Regions from separate parts of the Gossypium hirsutum genome. Here region 1 is linked to region 2. Evidence: chromatin contacts called from public Hi-C data. All regions are on one chromosome and are shown on one strand. Each heading gives the region's core, a stretch centred on a gene start, on an enhancer-like site or on the middle of the called end of the contact. The rest is flanking DNA. Distances are from core to core; before and after follow the strand shown.

The links. A called contact is a pair of places that touch in the nucleus more often than the background predicts.
Region 1: a contact with region 2 is called in a Hi-C map of leaf, with 1.5 times the contacts expected there. The contact joins two enhancer-like sites. A contact is called at or near these places in 4 of 34 Hi-C or Micro-C datasets (cotyledon and leaf).

What each region holds. Positions count from the first base shown.
Region 1 is chrD13:58,766,621-58,773,678 of Gossypium_hirsutum_v2.1, forward strand. LOC107888367 (DExH-box ATP-dependent RNA helicase DExH10) reads left to right here. Exons shown (of 16, transcript XM_016812451.2): 12 at 363-516; 13 at 1,479-1,627; 14 at 1,714-1,809; 15 at 2,177-2,269; 16 at 3,245-3,498. The coding sequence ends at 3,355. It also overlaps the pseudogene LOC121203475. Among protein-coding and RNA genes, the nearest start is that of LOC107888367, 16 kb to the left of the region's middle. Within about 2 kb of position 5,146, at least 8 of the 9 cell types and tissues checked have an H3K27ac peak or open chromatin away from gene starts, as enhancers often do. A contact at or near this core is called in cotyledon and leaf, where this site is marked.
Region 2 is chrD13:58,659,960-58,666,944 of Gossypium_hirsutum_v2.1, forward strand. It overlaps the pseudogene LOC107890166. Among protein-coding and RNA genes, the nearest start is that of LOC121224994, 5.6 kb to the right of the region's middle. Within about 2 kb of position 4,457, at least 2 of the 9 cell types and tissues checked have an H3K27ac peak or open chromatin away from gene starts, as enhancers often do. A contact at or near this core is called in cotyledon and leaf, where this site is marked.

The sequences.
Region 1 (7,058 bases), core at 3,896-6,395, 110 kb after region 2:
GTATGTGGATGTGACATGACCTTGAAAATTGGATGATGCTTGTATTAGATTTGGCTTCAAGCAGAAATGTCAAAACCTAAACTCCTTCCTACTTATCTAACTTTTTTCAATTTGTTTCAACGCTTTGCTAAATTGATAAATCTTAGTAGACATAAGATTTAACCAAAATGATCTTTTCACATGAAAGAATCAATAATAAGTAAATGGTTAATTGATAAACTTGAAAACTTTAATTGCAAATAAGAAGAAATGAAAAGTATTAGTTAATTAATGGAAGTATAATAATTAAATCAAGAAATAATCTGTTAGCAAATATTAATTAATGAAAGTATAATAATTAAAGTTTCCTTTTCCTCTTGCAGCTTCAAAAATTCCGTGATGAACTTAAGAACCGTTCAAGGGTCCTGAAGAAGTTAGGCCATATTGATGCTGATGGTGTTGTTCAGTTGAAGGGACGGGCAGCCTGCTTGATAGACACTGGAGATGAACTGCTTGTGACAGAACTGATGTTTAATGGTGAGTTTGAACTGCTGTTGTCCTATCCAATTTGTTGTACGTATGACCTTGTCCTATCAATAGGTATTTAATATTTTCCTTTCCAGGCTGGATTGGTTGATCTAGTGATGCTAGAATTTTATACATGTTAGTATTAAAAGGATTCTTATAATGGCTTAGTATCATCATATTCTTTTTACAACAGAATACAAGTTAAATTATTATAATTCTGTTAGTAATACAAAAAAAAAAGGTCTAGATTAGATTTTTTTTTTTTTTAGAAACAAAAGTTAATGAAATCCAGTCATTTATCTTATCTATGTTAACTCCAGCAGTTAATGTTGTTTATCTTTCCCTTTTGGATTGTGCCTAGTTTTTTTTGCCTATTATTTAAACAGAAAAAAGCGGGATCTTTGCTTACTACTAGAATTTATGAGCAATTGATTGCTGATTTACAACATGATGATTCTTGGACAGTTGGACGTTGTGTATATTTCAAATCAGTTAAAAGAATAGGATGGGGGGAATATTTTTCTTTGCGGAAATATCTATGGATATTCACCTTAGCTAATTAAAATGGAAAAAGTAAGAAAGAACCTCACTCAAAAGAGTGAATAAAAAATCTACACTACTGAGGAAATTACTTAAATATGACAAAATTTGATATTAAGCATATTGAGTGCTGTTTTCTAGTATGTACTGGTAAGCCCAAATAACTGTAACCCATATAAATTTATGATCTTTTTCATGTTATAGGAGGTTAAATAACACTTGCACTACACCCGTTTCTTTGTTGAATCATCAATTATTCAAATTAACTTACAGATCAGTAAGAGGAGTTTGAAGTTTAAAAACAGTATGATTTCATGGCTTGTCATTTTGCTGCGTGCAAAAGTTCAACCTTAGAGCTGATTTGGTGAATCTTTGCGCTTGGTATTTTGAGTTTTCTATTGTGTTCATAGTTCTAACAATTTTTTTGTCAGGTACATTCAGTGATCTTGATCATCACCAAGTAGCAGCCCTTGCAAGTTGTTTCATTCCAGTAGATAAATCAAGTGAACAAATACAGTTGAGGACAGAGATTGCCAAACCATTACAGCAACTCCAAGAAAGTGCAAGAAAAATAGCAGAGGTTCTTCATCTGTCAATTTCTCTTGTTCATATAGTTATTCTCTTACCACAAATAAAATAATTAGAAGCATCTCTCACTGGTTGCAGATACAACATGAATGCAAATTGGATGTAAACATCGACGAGTATGTAGAATCAACTGTAAGACCATTTTTGATGGATGTGATTTATTGTTGGTCGAAGGTTAGTGCTTCTGCTTGGAAAAGGTCGCTGTCCGTTCAATATTTGCATCTGGTTCCAGTTTAAATTTATAGTATTTGGAAATCAGTTTCCACTATTATTTATCTGATTGCATATGAACTCTTTCTCTAATGTATTTTTATCAGATTTTTTGTTCAGATGTCTAGGTGCCTGCTCTGGTTGGGCATGTTGTTTCCTTTTTCAATTTCTTTATTAATTGATTGTTAGTTTTACTCATGTTTTTCAGATGTCATTAGTAAGTTTTATTCAGATGTCTAGGTGCCTGCTCTGGTTGGGCATGTTGTTTCCTTTTTCAATTTCTTTATTAATTGATTGTTAGTTTTACTCATGTTTTGATTGTTTTCCTCAGGGTGCAACTTTTGCAGAGGTAATACAGATGACCGATATATTTGAGGGTAGCATTATTAGGAGTGCTAGAAGGCTTGATGAGTTTCTGAACCAGGTAAGTTGATCACAGAAATCCTACTATTTTGCTCCTTCTCCTTCCCATATTTTTGTGATACGGATGCTTTTCTGCTTTAATTTTCCATTTTTGGCTATTAGGACTGTTTCCCAACATTCAGCTGATATGGCTATAAGTCTAGCAATTTTGTCATGATTGGTAGGAGAGGGTTTGTATAATTGTGTTAATACTATAATCTTGTCGGCCCATTTTGACTCAAAATTGTCTTAGAGAAGTCAACCTGTGCAACCCGTTTATGACCTGCTTAACCTTTTCTACCAGTTATGCTATAATAGTGTCAACCAATATAAATTGGAAATGTAGGTAATATAATGGTAATCAAAAGAAGAAAACCCTGAAATTGATACTTAGCCGTTCTCGTATTTGAAAACTCATCAACTAAGCTGCCAAGTTGCTGTTTCTTCCAATCTTCCCTCACCTCACCTGCAACCCATCTTATCTCCACCTCCTTTCTCTCCATCCACCAATCTTTCCACCTTGATTTACTTGTCTCGTCCCTTGCTGCACATTCCACCAAACATTTCCTTGTCTTCAATAATAATTTTGTTGCCATTCATTTTTATTTGCATGAATTTTGACTTTGCATTATCTGGAGTCAAGATTGCAAGGTTAAAAGGGAGGGGTTATAACTTACAAGACCCTTATTGTTTAAGCATTTTCTATCGAGCCATGTCTTCTAACTTTGAATAAATTTATTAATTGTATGGTGGAACCTGCTTCGAAAAACATGTTTCATGCCCAGGGCTCGTGTTGTGTTTGTGTCAAACCATATGTCGGATTGTTATGTCACTGTCTCTAGGAAACAATTATAACTTACAATGAGAATGTTCCTCTCTTGCTTGAATGTTAATATAGGAATGTCTGGTGGATGGTCATGTCAATATGGCTTTCCTCTGCTTTGATTTATTCTAATTAGAAAGGAATTGTGTTAAAAGTTGTATTTATTGCACCCAGCTCTGCGCTGCCGCTCAAGCTGTTGGAGAAGTCAATTTGGAGAGTAAGTTTGCCGCAGCAAGTGAAAGCCTACGTCGAGGCATCATGTTCGCCAACTCCCTTTATCTGTAAGATTGTATTTTTGCCATGGAAATAGACGTAAAAGCTTTGTGCGGTCTAATGATACATTGACACCCATAGATTTCTCCTCTTCATCTTCTAAAATGTAACCCTGCCTTCCGAATTCTATCCCTTTTTTTAGTTTATTATGCTCAGGAAGTGCAGCTCTAAATTTTGTTTATTATCATCAGCTTTGTAATAACTCCATGCTGTACGTATTATGTTTTTGAAAACATAACTGAAACTGAATGGAAAAGATAATCGAACCAAACCGAATGACTGGTTTAGATTGGTTTGGTTCTTTAATTTCTTTTTAAAAAAATATTTTTTTATCTAGTATTTTAAGATTATTTTTACTAGCACTAACCGAATTATGGGATGCAAAAGAAAAGTGAGTGGAGGGATGGGAGGGAGGAGTAGAAAATGAGGAGAAAAAATGGAACCAATTATTTTTCATTCTAATCTATAAAAATTATTTTTTTTCAAATTGGAAAAATGAGAAAAAATGTATAAGTTAGTTTAAAATTATAAATTTTTCTTTTTTTTCCCTTAATTTTCAAGATGAAAATAAAGAGCAATATTTTTTCATTTTTTCTACTTGCATCATTTTTAGTATTCTTTTTTTTAGAAAAAAAAAGGACCTCTAGCACCAACCGAAATATGCGATGCAAAAGAAAACTATTGGCTGGCACGGTTCTATTTTCATGGATTAGTGGAGAATCATCTATTTTTATTAAGATCTAATTTATATTTGGCAATTTCATCATTTAATATTTGATCTAATACCTTATCATACATATTTAATAATCATAAAGTTAAGGTAATATACATAATTTGGGTTTGAGTTTTTACTGATTTAATTTTTGGGCTCTGTGTTTTTTCAAATTTAAACTTTTAATTTAATTTATTCAATCTCGAATTATTTCAAGTTTGAATTTTGGTCATTTTAAATTCAATTTCTTTTTTTATCTTCAAATCAGATTGACTTTTAAAAAAATTCGAAATTTAGAGTTTTTTTGTACTCAAGTTTATCTTGTTAGGGTGGTGGGAGGAGGGAGCAGAAAAGTAAAAAAATAGAAGTGGAGAAAAAATGAGAGGTAATCATAATGTATAAAAATAATTATTTTAAATTGAAAAAACAAAAAGAGAGAAAATGAGAAAAATGAATAGCTTAGTTCAAAATTATGAAATTTATAAATGTTTTATTTTTAAATTTTTTTACTCTACTAAACAATAGATGAAAATAAAAAGTAATTTTTTTTCATTTCTTAATTTTTTCTACTTCCATCATTTTAGTTTTTTGCCTTTCAATTTTTTTTTGTTTTTTTTCAAAACTAAACACACCTCTACTAAATACTAGGAGTAAGTGTGCATTTTAGGTTTTGGTGACAAGGGATTACAGAAGTTCAGTGAGACTTGTTGGAGATCTTCATTAGGCTTTTTATGTAAGGCCCATTATTACAGAGAACCTAATTATTCACACATCATAATTACATACAAAGGTAGTAGAAAAACTAGGAAACCCTACGAAAACTCTCCGCCTTCTGCCTTTTTCTCCTTCACCGACCCGTTGTATATATGGAAGCAGAAAGAAACAAGAGCTTAGGGAGAAAGAGGTGGTAGGACAAAAATGAGTCCAGGTTTCTGTTATTTTGGTGATTACCTTTCAAATCACCCTCAAGTTCAACCAAGTAGACATTGCTTCTGTTATTTCTTATTCCTGGTGGCTAGTTAGCCATTCACATCCAAAAGCTATATCTTATGTGTGAATGGTAGTAGGCTCACCTAAATCAGGTCTTGGCGGCCTTCTTGGGGAACTGGATTCTCTTCCAGAGTTTCGCTTACAGGCTGTCAACAACATTCCTCCTTATTCTTATTTTGTCTTATTATCAATGCTATAAATTTTAGTAATAGTACTGATGAATAAAATTTTGATTTTTTGTTCCTGGATTTCTGGATTCCAGGTTGTATTTTCAATTTATAAATAAGGGAAAAAAACAGAATGGTCGGCATCTAGGGGTTTTTAAAAACCGTTCTTATCGGTCCTACTTGCAGGCCAAGCTTGATGGAAGAAGATAATAATAATTTTATGCTCATTCATTTGTTGGGTCGGACTTGGTTTTTAGTCCTTTAAAGCAAGAGTGGTCATTGGTGTAGGTATGTACTTATTACTAGCAACTCTTAGAGTGCGTTTGGTTCGCTCTATTGGATTAGAGGTGTAATAACAAATCAACTGTTTGGTTAAATGTAATAGAATAGAGGCGTAATAGTAATATTGTGTTTGGTTGAATGGAATAGAGGTGTAATAGCTTAATAGAAAAAACTAAAATAACTAGAATACCCTTAGCATAAATTTATTTTGGTAAATGATTATTGTTATTGTTATTTAAATTTTAATAAGATTATTAATATCAATAATAAATAATTTAATCATATTTAAACATAATTATTATTAAATATATTATAATTAAAATATATAATTTAATAAAATTTTTAATAATCAATATTCTTATATGAATTTACTCAAATCAATAATATATAATACTATAAAATATAAATTAACATAATTATTATTAAATATATTATAATTAAAGTATATAATTTAATAAAATTCTTAATAATTAATATTCTTATATGAATTTACTCAAATCATAATATATGATACTATAAAAGATAATTTGAAATAATTAATATTAAAATTAACATGTAACTGTTTGTTACTCATTCTTTGTTTCTTATTCTTTTTGTTTTGATCATGTATCAATCATTTAAACCAAATGCTTGGTTGTATTGGACAGTGTTTTATTACTTTATAAATGCATGATTTTATATACACAAATACATATGTATAGGAAAATTATCTGAATGAATGGTTAATATTTATTATCAGCAAAACTTAGTATATACACACATAAATTAAGGTAAGATAATTAACTCGATATCTAGCTTGAGCAGCTCGAGTTTGTCTAAACAATACATCAAAACTTTTTATTTTGAAGCTTATAAACTTAAACAACTTAAGTGTCTTATTTTTCATTATGCTATAAAGGGAATATAAATAAATACCAGAATTTTGATACGAAAAATTGCAGCAAGCAAAGCAATATCCTGCTATTAAACTCACTATAAAATATGTAATATAGCAAACAAAGATCTCTCAACTGATCTTTAATCTTTTAATCATTTGTAAATAAAAGAAAAAATTACAAAAAAGAACAACCTGCAGAATGTTTGATGACAAAAACTAACAAAAATCCATGATTCAATATCAAATTCAAGATGCATTCTCATTTTTCAGCTTAGCAAGTTCTTGCTTGATGACTCCAGACCTCTGCAAAACCGTATTACAGCTCGTCAAGCTTCGATTGAAGTTTTGAGGAAGTGCTTTCAAGAAAAGAACTCTGGTATAAAACAGGTAGACATAATAGGGGGTGTATCGGAAACTGACCTTGATCTTAGCCAACATAAGCTTGAACCTATCAAAGTCGTTGAGAGATGCTCTTCTCTTCTGGACAATCAACTTTCTACCCCACGAGCTACTTTCCCATTTGTTCTTAACATCTGCAAGTTAACATAAGAGTGATAAGAAAGAAAACATATCTTCAAGAAACAACATTACAAATGCTGGTGAAAGCTGTCGTCGTCCTTACCAGCCTTCTCCATAGCTTCGATCAACCCATTTGTTCTTGGGAACACGTGGAATGTCAATTGTGAT
Region 2 (6,985 bases), core at 3,207-5,706:
TATGTACTTATGTCCTGAGATAGCATGTCATGACTTGTATGTTGCATTACATGGGGTTGGGTTAATTATATTTTGAGGAAGTGTACTGAGAGGCTCTTAAGCCTAACATACTGGTAGCTCAGCTACAAATTACTGTTTTGTGCCGCATTCGGTACTACCTGGAGTGTAGGGATGGATGGGTTGATTTGATCCCCACATGGAGTGTAGGGTTGGACGGAGATGGTGTGTAGAGGCTGGTTGGGTAGGACTTTGTTACTGAATACTGCATGACTGCTATTGATATTGTGATGGGCTAAGGCCCTACTGCATATTTGATACTGTACTGAGATGGGCTAAGGCCCAAACTATTACTGATACTGAAAAATGGCTTAGACCCAGGATTGTTTAATCTGTTTTAAAAGCTTCCGCAAATGAATAATGTTTTGAAACTATCGATTAAATGAGCAACACAAATTTGGAACTAATAAGATATCAAGATAAGGAATTCAATGGAAATGGTTTTAATGCGAGAACACGTTTTTCAAACACCCTATCATGTGACATTGCTAGATCTGGCCATAACGTTTGGGCTGGGTTTGGGGTGTTACAATGTGCCTTTGTCAAAAACTGGTGAATTCTTCTAATTAGAGTAGATTTTAAATCTCTTGAGTATTGATCCTGAATAACTAGAACTGTCTCAATACTGTCTGTATTAATCAACACTCTATCATGGCCCCGTTCTAAGATAAGGGTCAATCCATCAAAAATGGCCCACAACTCAGCTACCAAGATTGAACATGTTCCTAAATATCGATTAAATCCTACGATTCATTTCCCATTCCAATCTCGCATAACTCCTACTACAGTTGCAAAGCTTGAATCTAATTTGATGGATCCATCTGTTCACATCTGGATCCAATTCCCTGTAAATGCTAAAGAAGAGGAAGTTATATACCTATTAACAACTTTGGATGTTATATACCTGCAGCATAGAGTGAATCATCAATGAAATCCCATGAACCCAATCATATGCCTTCTTGAGATCGATCTTTATGGCCATCCAAGGACCGAAATATATTCTCCAAGTCTTCACGAAGCTCCATTTCTAATTGTCTCAACAATTCAGAATCTGATCATTCCATCTACCTTTGAATATAACATAATTTTTCTACTAGATGTCCTTAACAATTTCAAATATGACCTTATACTGATTTGTTCCAATGATTAATATTGAAGGTAAATTGATTAAGGGAAACAACCATGTTTCCATTAAAGCTCTAATTGTCCTTAACGAACTCCAAAAAATTTGGGTCAACCCATAGAACTACAAATCTGAACGGGTCTACCTTTGGGTAAGTTGGCCTCAAGTCTTAGAATAAGGAGTAGAGGCCTATGGTCAGACTTGATTCGCGGGAGATAAGTCATCAAATTATGAGGAAATGCAGTAAGCCACACATTATTACCAATAGCCCTATCGAGACGTTCGTGGATCCCACCTCTAAGCTAAGTGAAAGAGGGACCACGAAAACCCAAATCATTCAAATCCATAAAAGTCTCTGATTTCCATCCCAATCCATAAAATCCCCCAAAAAAGAACACCTCTTCCCAGGATGTCGCCCACCTTTCTTTTCACTAAGGGAAAGAATAGTATTAAAGTCTCCGATTCTCATCCAAGGGGTAGACATATCATGAATAGTGGTCTTTAGATCATCCAAAAGTAATATGTTTTAGCCTAGTTCTTAATGTGTTTTTGGATGATTATTCTATTTAAAATGGTGAATTTTATGCTCCTAATCCTTTAAATTCATGTTTCTATACTTAGGAGAGCATTTGGGAGAAAAATAAGCGAAAATGAGTGAAAACCAAAAAATCAGAGCAAGGTACATAAGCTACAGGGGCTAGCCAGAAGGTCATGTGAGGCACACGACCATGTGCCAGACCATTTGGAAATCATGATCTACGCTCCAAACACGCGAGAAAACGCTATTTTTAGGTTTTTTGGCATCATAAGATCTATATATACCAAATACGAGAAGAGACGAGGGAGCTATCATAGAATACTCAAGAAAACAACTCGAAAAACACCATTGAAGCCAACTCTGAAGCAGATTTCCATCAAGATTGACGATCTCCTTTTGCTTTCTTTAAAGCTTATTATGATTTTTTTTATTTCTTGTGGTTATACAATCTTTGGGATGTTTTCATTTGCGAGCATGACCTAACTTTCTAAATACCTAGGGGAGATGAACCCTATGATGATTTCTGTCTTTTGATTTCTGTTTTACGCAATAAATGATTGAATCTTGTTCTCAGTTATGTGTGTTTAATTCTTGGTTTAATATTTTTGGACTATTAATCCATGTTTGATGTGCTTAAATCAGAGGAGGAAAAGTCTCTACTTGATAGTAGATCTAGCATAATTAAGTGGAGTTCAATGCAATCCTAGATATAGGACGACATAAATCTATTGGATTAGAGTCAAATCTAGTGAGGGGATCCATATATCGAGTTAATGTGATAATAGGGGTTTTAATTAGAAAGAAATTTCAATTAATCAACCTAGAGTCAGCTGATCTTACTCATGAAAGAGATATTAGCATAATTTAGGGATTTCTTTGGATCAAGGTACTAAGTGAAGAAATTGTTTAATTCAGATTGATAATGACAAATGAAATCTAGGTGGACTCTTTCCTAGGTATTGTTTCGCTTCCTAGTTGGTAATCATTTATTTTCCTGATTCATTCTTTGTTGTGTTCTTTAGTTAATTAATTAAGTTAATTTTAGTTTTAATCAAACTCTCTAATTTGTGAGTCAATTCATAGAAAGTCAGTATTTACTAGTACTTTTAGTCCTCGTGTGGGAACAATATCTTTTCTCACCGTAGCTATACTATTAATTGATAGGTGCACTTGCCTTAGTCTGATTTTTATTTAGTTTACAACTACATCAAACATTGTTACGCTCAAGAGATCCCTTGCCCAAAAGTTTGCCCTTCCAAGAAAGTGTTGGTTCAGGGGATAGCTCAACGACCATATCGATACTTTCCTCCCTTTTGGTTTCTTTAAAACGTACTTTTTTGGTATTCTGATCTACTTCCGACGAGCAAGAGCCACCACAATCTTCCGTCATAAGGAAAGAAAAAAATCTTGTTTTTTATCAATACATTAACAAAATTATTTTATAAATTTCTTCAATTACGTTGATTAAACCTTAATTCAATTGAAATTGTTATTATTATAACAACTAAGAGAACATTTCTTTAAGCTTATTTAAACTCTGGGTGGAAAGGAAGTATGGGTATATTTGTATTGAAAAACCAAATAGTTCAGTATGAATCTAAACTCATAAAACAAACATTAGTTTTTTTTTTTTTTTACTTTCTAGTTTAAAAAAATGTTTTTTTTTTTTTTGCAAATAAGCCTTCATAAATAATGACTCCATAGAAATTTGAAATGGGGGAATGATATATTTCGATTATTACAAAGACGATAGCCACATAAAATAATTTATTGAACCATATTAAATTCAAGGGGTAAACAACTTCAATATTTGGTCGACATAACACAAGCAAAAATTGAAGTTGATACACCTATATATCCCAATACAAAGAAGGCACTAGATCTAGAGAACACTGCCAATAACATCCTTAGAAACGAGACGCTTTAGTAAGCACACGAACTCTATCATTAATATCCTTCAAGTTTTGCTTAACAAACAGACCCACCTCATTCAAATCCATCGCATTCAAACTCTGAAATATCACTTTTCCACTCAAGCTTTGGAACATGACTTTTTTCAACTCCGTTTGGCGATTCTCCTTGCGCAGTTTCCTAAGCTGTCGAGTAGCTTTGGCTATGCTTTGCTCGAGGAATCTCTCTTGGTTAACCATCTTATTGTTTTATTTCGACCGGGGCAGCTTCTTGAACTCAGAAAGCAATCGTCGAGCACCTGCGTGGGACAGCCATACCTCTGGTTGAGAGTCGAAATCAGGAGAGTGGATAATAGCACAAGTCTCAATCCCACAAAGGGTAGTGAGTTCATGCACCTTCTTCACCAAACCCTTGGTACTTTTCTTGTAGGTAGTTTTCCTTTTTGAGTCATTGGTAATGTAAGCAAGCTTCATTTTCTTTCTAGACATGGAGAATTGAAGTCTTATGTTCTATGTATTTGATTGCATGTTACGCCAATAGTGTGTGCGATTATATATGGATATTAGAGTCTTGTAGAGAAGAAGGGATGCATCACTTGTCCTCGCTGGACACATATTAATTTTGACCTAAAAAGGAAAGGAGAAGACAGGTGTTTAAATTCCAGATTTGATACCAAATTTATTACCATAGTAGCTGCAATTTTAATGTAGACATTAAATGCATAAGAATGTTTAAGGTTCATGCCTTTCAGTTACGTATTTCATATTTCAGTTATATATATCATTCATGTCACAAAGGTCCAAATAAGATTTAAGACAATTGGGTTTGGGGCAACCAAAATAGTAAGCTTAGCCCAATACTTAACCCAAAGATCAGACCTACACTGAGGACTAGATAAACAACGCCAGTGCTATATATGAATTTTAGAGAATAACAATAATATTCACAAAGAGATACAAGTTATTGGGTAAAAATAACGATTTTTATGATTTCATCTCATTATTTGGTTAGATTTACTGATGCAAAAGAATATAATCCAAGATAAACTAAATTTGATTTTAGTGAATAATATATTAAAGTAGAGATTTCTTATAATATATTTTTATATTTAATTTTAAAAAATATAATTTATTATATTTTTACATTACATTTATTAATTTGTGTAAGTATAACCAATGTTTAAGGTAAATATTGATAGTTAAAACATGACTTTTGTGTTCAAACTTTGTTAGAAGCATTGATTTTGTAACTAGTAGATTCCGATCAAATATTTGTGGATATCTGAATTTAAATATGCAAGTGTAGGAATGTGGATTCTGATAATAAATTTACAAGTGAGTCTATATGCATCTGCTCCAAATTCGAAACTAATAGTAATTTTTGCATCCAAAATATTCAAATATTATCTGAATCCACAAAATTGTAGTCAAATATCAAATCCGCAATCCAAATTCACATCCCTAAGTTCTACTGTTTGACTTAGACCAACTGACCAACCTTGGCCCTCTGGCTAGTTGGTTAATCGCACTATAAAAGGCCTTACAAATATCAAGTGCAAAATTTTAAATATGAATAGTCACGTGTGATGCTATCATACCGAAGCCACGTAAAATCTTATTATTTCTATACTTTCACAGGCCCCATAATAAAGAAGCAAATAGAATAGAACCATTTATAAGAATAAATCACAATTCATGATCAACTGTTCAACTTTTCAGAGAGCATATGAAATGAGAGGATTTATCACTACTATCAACACTGAATACCTTATTACCAAAAAAAAAAATTAGAACCCTGATGGCAACTTTGAGTTCAACAACCTGTTAGACTTACGATTATTCAGAAACCAACCATAGAAGCTTGACGAGAAGAAATCCAATTCTCCTTTGCAACCATGCATTCTCAAACAATGTGGTCAATCCACTCAAGTAGATTACCACGAAAACTACAAGATGCATAAGAAGACATGTTCTTGTTAACTATACATGATTTGTATTCAATCTATTAAGAGGTTGATTGGAATTTAATTTCAAACTCACTCTCATTAAGTCTAAGGTAAGAGATTTCGTTTGACGAGTTTCACTCATTTATTATAGATTATTCTCACAACAAGAATCGTAAAATGAAAAAAAAACCGTCACTCGTAGTAGATTTTTCGATAAATCGTTCAGTGAATCGATCCATAAATCCGAACTATAACAGAAACATTCAAATACATTGTTATTATCTTTATCTTATCTTTTAATTATTAGTTTGAATTTTTATGTAACTGTCTATCTTGTTTTTTTTTATCAATATATTAACAAAATCATTTTATAAATTTCTTCAAATTATGTTAATTAAGCCTTAACTCAATTGAAATTAGATAATGTTAATTGTTTATACTACAATTTAGCATAAAATCAGTTACATGTTTAAAGACTAGGTTGCATATCATCAATAAATGCTTTGGTGATGGGACTACAACAGACTCTTAAACATTCGAACTCGGGTATGTGTGTCTTCCTCAATACTAACGGTGTTGTTCAATCAGTTTCTAGGTTTTTTTGCTGCAAATGGAGTATTGCGGGAAGGGAAATTGGATCGTGGGATACAATCAATTCTTGGGGAAGTGCTCAGTCTTTGTTGCAGAGCTTTGGGGCATATTGGATGGTCTACTTCTGATTCAAAAACAAGGATACAATGAGATCATCATCCAATTTGATAACCTCGAGGTCGTTGTTACTATTAGTGATAGCAAACTTGAACGATCAAATTCTACTCTGGTTAGACAGATTCAACAGATTCTATTAAATGAAGAGAAGTGATGCTTGAGATATGTTCCTAGAGAGACCAACAAGATTGCACACGCATTAACAAAAATGGCTCTCTCAAATGATGAAGTTTTGCCCATGTTTGATGATCTGTCTATGGAGATTCAAAAAGTTTTAAAAGAGAAAAACACTAGAGGCAATTTACTTATGAATATGACTATTTAATTTTTTTGCTTATCATAATTGTGTAATAATTATTATACATTCATAATTTACTTATATATAGCAATTGATATATTAGATGAAGTTAAATGTGTATGTATATCATTTTTTTAATATGATATTTACTAACTATAATTATATCTCACACTATAAATTAAATTCATATTAATTATAATATTTATTTTAATTAGATACGTATTAGTTAATTTTTTGTTTAAATTAATTTAATTGGTCAAATAATAAATGTGATAAACACAAATATAGGGATTTTTATGATTCTATTTCATTGTTTAGTTAGGTTTTATTATGCAAAAGGATATAATTCAAGATAAACTAAATTTAATTTAGAGAATAATATGTTAAATGATTAGATTTTTTCTA